2 separate regions of the Zea mays genome follow, and region 1 is linked to region 2. A link is a contact called in public Hi-C data. All regions are on one chromosome and are shown on one strand. The core of a region is the stretch at or near the end of the contact, and the rest is flanking DNA. Distances in the headings are between cores, read along the strand shown.

Evidence for each region. Hi-C and Micro-C count contacts between places; a contact is called where the count stands out from the background.
Region 1: a Hi-C map of endosperm shows a contact between it and region 2, with 2.3 times the contacts expected there. The contact joins the promoter of LOC101060998 here to the promoter of LOC100857099 in region 2. A contact is called at or near these places in 8 of 25 Hi-C or Micro-C datasets (ear, endosperm, leaf and 1 more).

What each region holds. Positions count from the first base shown.
Region 1 is chr1:34,877,417-34,880,116 of Zm-B73-REFERENCE-NAM-5.0, forward strand. It overlaps LOC101060998 (phosphomevalonate kinase), which reads right to left and starts at 1,316. Exons shown (of 10, transcript NM_001368240.1): 1 at 1,142-1,316; 2 at 886-1,036; 3 at 696-793; 4 at 448-560; 5 at 274-326. The coding sequence starts at 1,149.
Region 2 is chr1:34,595,288-34,597,987 of Zm-B73-REFERENCE-NAM-5.0, forward strand. It overlaps LOC100857099 (guanine-nucleotide-exchange protein), which reads left to right and starts at 1,324. Exons shown (of 11, transcript NM_001254773.1): 1 at 1,324-2,591. The coding sequence starts at 1,324. It overlaps LOC103633613 (synaptotagmin-5), which reads right to left and starts at 851. Exons shown (of 11, transcript XM_008655335.4): 1 at 453-851; 2 at 146-247. The coding sequence starts at 557.

The DNA of each region.
Region 1 (2,700 bases), core at 66-2,565, 280 kb after region 2:
AAAAGAGAGACAGACCCAGTGCCCAAGACTCCCGCATGAGTGGAGTCTGGAAAAGGGATAACCGACGCAAGCCTTACCCCGCAAATGCGGAGAGACTCCTTCGAACCAACGACCTAGTGACTTAGTGAGACAGCTCTCACAACTATACCGAGCATGTCCTTCTTTTAATATAATGTGTAGATATTAGAAAACATATTCAAGATTGACTAGTTCATTTTTTGCAAGAAGCTAAGATATACATCTGAGTATGCTTGTACAATTAAGAAGGTTCACCTGCTTTCTATAAGAATAGAAATCATTGCATCCAAGAATTGTAATGTTCAGACCTGCAACAAGAAGTTGAGACATATTACCCCAAAAAATGATATGCTCGAGTAGTATACATCAAGCAAGTAACCCGATGGGGTGATTAAGAGCAGCAAAAATAACTAAGAGAAGCTTCACAACCTTGCAGCAGCAACTTATCTACTACATCCTTCCTCTCCTTATCAATAATGGTCGCTTTAGCAGCTGCTACCGAGAATTGTATGGCCTGCTCCACAAAAGGGTTTGTAGATTCCCTGAGATGCAACAGTAACGCTGTCAGTGACATTACCACCAGACTCAAGAGTTTCAGAGATAGTATAAGAAAACAAGAGCACTTCACCGCCACGAGATTGCAAATTTGCAACCATTAAAAACGATGAGCAACTTGCCTCGCAGACGTCAATTGCAGCGTCGACTTCGTTAGGGACAGCTTGTATGTGGCCTCCCGTGAGAGCTGAGGGGAAGTCACTTTGACATCCGTCCACGCCTAGCATCGGTGCAGGGGTACACAGGGTGAGGAGCAAGAGCAACACGCTATAGCTTCTGAGACTAGAGGGATGGCAGTTGAAGAGCGCTCACCCAGGCCCAAGCGTCGGCGGGGAGGCTGTCGCGGAGGGGGCGGACGACGGCGTAGAAGCGGGCGGTGGTGCTGAGGACTAGGCCGGCGTTGGGGCGCTCCAGCACGAGGTATCCTCCCGCGATGAGCACCTTCCCCGGCGCCGACGCCACCCTGCGACAACGCCGTCAGATCGGAGCCCAGAGATAGGTAGGTAGATGCGGAACCTTAGCGTGCGAGCGGGACAGTGAAATGACGGTGCTAGCGAGTGCTCCTCACACTTCCATGGCCTTCGACTCCTCGGCGGCCGAGACTCGATCCGAAGGTCGCCTCTACTGGAAGCTTCGCGGGAGTGGACCGGCCGAACGGCTCGGCAGAGGAACGCTCTGGCGATCACGGCGACGGCTGGGCGCGGGGCAGCGGGTGGGAAGCGTGCGGGTGCGGAGGAAACGAGGAATCGGCGATGTGGTCGGGGCCGCGCCGCGCGGCGAGTCTGACGGCCCAGGTGGCCGTTCAACTGGACCAGACCTCACTTTCGTTGAGCACGTGGGCTGAAAGCGACTAGGCCGGCGCGGGGTTTTGGCAAACGTGCGAGTCGGCCGGTTTTGGCAGATCATGGTATGGGCCGTGCGAGTTGGCTTGGGCTGGACTTCCGCTAGTGTGTGCTTGTCACTGTGTCCGTTTCCGTCTGCTTTTTTATCGGAATCCTCGCATATGCTATTTTCCTTTCTATGATGAGGGGGGAAAAGGACTCATAAATTTCAGCTGCTTGAATGAATTTTCAGGTAAAAATTTTAGACAACCAACTAGTATAATTCAAATGACAACTCACAAGAATCAAATTACAATTTTTCTGTAGTCAGACGATCGATTAGAAAATTACATATTGCCTCGTAGTAGCAATGAACAACAAAAGATGAGGCACCTAACTATAGCAGTGAAGAGAAAGGACTGAAGTGTTGCGTGGCAGCAGATAGGCTGCCTGACACTGACGGAGCCCTATAGAGACAGATCCGATCCAAAGCAAACAGCTGCCTGGACTGGAGTAGGTACACCAATGTCTGGTTATGACGCAGTTAGTTAGAGGAGGAATCTCACAATCTCCCCTGCACGCGAACCACCAGCAGAGTCGGCCCCTCCTGCATGCCACCAATCCACCATCCAATTGGTCATGAACCATCTCATGCGTGGTCAGGTCGATCGTTAGCTGCGAATCAAGCTCCCTGCCCATTGATCCATTAAACAAGGCTCGGTCAATGGGGGCGTCGATCTCGCTCGTTCTGGGCCTTTGGCTCCCCTCCGACAGGGACACGTTGTGGTGCATGGCCTCTCGAGCCTGAAGGGGACCTGGTGATCGATCCATGGATCCATCCAGCTGCATTATGAGCTGCAACCTCCAGCAGGCAGCCGGAGAGCAGGGCATCTGTTCTACCTGATGGATCGATCGGCCAACTCTCTGAATGGAGAGAAAATATACATATATATAGTATATATATAACAAAAATGTACAAGTGGCTTGTCTGCTTGAGTCCTCCTTGTATATTGTCTGAACTGAACCACCGGTCACCTGATCCTTAGAACTTAGAAGGATGGGAGACTCATATTCTGATGATGATGATGATGGATTGATGGTGATTGGGGACGTTGCCATATTTTTTTTTTGTCGGGGAGCCTGTGGGGCTGGCTGGTGGAGTAAAATAGAATAGAAGGGCCATGGCATTGCCATGTGAGACAATGTGGCTTTGTTCCCAGTTGAATTATCGCTCTAACAAGTCCGTCCATCAGTGCCTTTATTAATTCAGAGTCAATCAACAACCGAAGTCCTTGGCTCTGTGTGC
Region 2 (2,700 bases), core at 74-2,573:
AAAAAGTTTTCTCTCTGCGGAAGTTTTTGTCTAGCAATTACAACAATAAAAATTCAGATAACTTATGCGATAGTCAATAGCTTGATATCACGGGACATTTTACGGTTCCATGATTATATCTACACCAAGGCAGGTAGCATTTCACCTGTTCGTATTCTGGAAATGATATCCACTGGGGAAGACTTTCTCCACATATTTTCTTCACGTCTTCACGGTTGAGAGATCCCAACGAACTGATAACCGCAGCCTGTTTCAAAACATGCCATTATGTTGAAATTTATCCCAATCAATAATGCACAAATTCAATCAAAGGCATACAGCACACTTTTAACAACCGATCTGTATTTAACAACACCCAAAGGCAGAAAAATCAAGACCAGATAACCGAAGGATGAAGATCGAAACTTTTTATGATCGCATACATCGAATCGGAATGATGTAGCGGCACCTACCTTGTTGCTGCGTTTGGCGGCGCGGCGAGCCATGGCGCGTGCCCAGCCTGCGATCAGGGCGACGCCGACGATCATCCCCATTACGACTCCCGATATGAATCCCATTTCTTCTGTCTTTTTTTTCTCAACGAGCCGAGAAAGAGAGGAAACCACGGAGGAAGACAAAAATTTCAAGTACAAGATTATCTATTACGTACGGAAATTCTTGGATCAAATCGTAGACGATTGTCTCTCCAAATTGTTTATTACTTCTAACACTGCATTTGGGACCAATTTTTTCGCGTGCTACTAGTAATAATAAAGAGAGGGGAGAGACGAGAGAGAGAGAGGGTAATGTGCGAATGGTGAGAAGGTTGTCACGGCGAATTTTGCATGGCTGGATCTCTGCGATCAGTGTGCTTGACGAGCCTTTGGTTCCACACAGGCCCGATACTTACATGGACCAGGCCCATATAGCGAAACTAAACTTGAAGAATGAAGACTCTTAATATAATCATCATAAAAAATATTAATCAATAGGTAAAAAATTCTAAATTACACTCTAAATTTAGCCTATGTCCAGACTCCAGACCACCATTTGATCTAGGCCCCATTTGCGTAAAATACATACGGAGAGTAACAAGCCCGATTCCGATCCTTTCCTACTGCAATATACAAATGCGAAGTACACCAGGTCACCAGCTAGCTCGGCGTCCAACCATCTTTCTCCCTCCCCTCCCCTCCCCTCCCCTGAGTCCCCTCCCCTCCCATCTCTATCCACGACAACCGACGCCCCACTCCCCGATCCAAACCACCTCAAACCCCCGCCCCGCCCAGATCCAGATCCACGCGGCGCGGCGCGACCGCGGCTACCGGATCCCGCCGCGGAATAATGGCCTCCGCGGTTGCGGCGCCGCCGCCAACCCCGCCGGAGTCCGACCCGCGCCTCGTCGAGATCTTCTCCCCCTTCCTCGAGAAGCTCATAAAAAATGCCTCGTGGCGCAACAAGGCGCACTCCAAGCTCTCGCACACCGCCAAGTCCATCCTCGACCGCCTCCAGAAGCCCCCGCCGCCGCCCGCAGCCGAGGCGCAGGCGCCGTCCACGCCGACCTCCTCCCCCTCGACGCCGACCTCCTCTTCCGCACAGCCTGGTCCGTTGCGCAGCCTGTCGCTCGCGGACTCGGAGCTGCTCCTCGCCCCTGTGATCTCGGCACTCGGCTCGGGCAGCGCCAAGCTCGCCGAGGCCGCGCTGGAGCTCCTTCACAGGCTGATCGCACACTCCTACATCCATGGCGAGGCCGACCCATCTGCTGATCCCTCAGCACAGCTCGTCGCCTCACTCCTGGACGCCGCCTGCAATGCGCTTGGCCTTGATGACGAGCACATTGAGCTCCTCCTCCTCAAGACACTCCTCTCGGCGGTCACCTCTACGTCTGTACGCCTCCACGGCGATTGCCTTCTACGTGCCGTGCGCGCATGTTATGATATGTACCTCGGGAGCCGTAGTGCCGTCAATCAAGCCACTGCCAAGGCTTCGCTTGTGCAGATGCTGGTGATTGTGTTCCGCCGAATGGAAGCTGACTCCTCGACCGTGCCTGTACAACCCATAGTCGTGGCTGATGTGATTGAGCTACCTGATGCAATTTCGGGCTCCTCGCCCACTGCTGACCCCAACGTTGTACAGGGATTCATTTCGAAGATCATTGGTGACTTCGATGGTGCACTCACACCTCTGGCTCGGACAACTTCATCAGCAGGGGCAGGACCCACCGTTGCCCATGATGGTGCATTTGAGACAACGGCAGCGGCAGAGGAAGGGGCAAACCCAGCGGATTTGCTTGATTCAACAGATAAGGACATGCTTGATGCCAAGTACTGGGAGATCAGCATGTACAAAACAGCTATTGAGGGTCGTAAAGATGAGCTTGGTGTCGAGGGGGCAGTGGTTGGCACCTTGGACGATGATGCTGATGTGAGAATTGGGAACAAGTTACGGAGGGATGCTTTCTTAGTTTTCCGGGCTTTGTGTAAGCTTTCCATGAAGACACCACCCAAGGATGCACCAGCAGATCCCATAGTAATGCGGGGAAAGATCCTTGCTCTTGAGCTTCTCAAGATCTTGCTTGAAAATGCTGGGGCTGTGTTCCGGACCAGTGAGAGGTAACATAAGCACTTACTGAAACTTTTGACAAACAAGTTTAATGCTCTTCTGAATTTGTGTAAATGTTGTACCAGTATTGAACAATAATTCGTGTGTCGCTTTATTGCA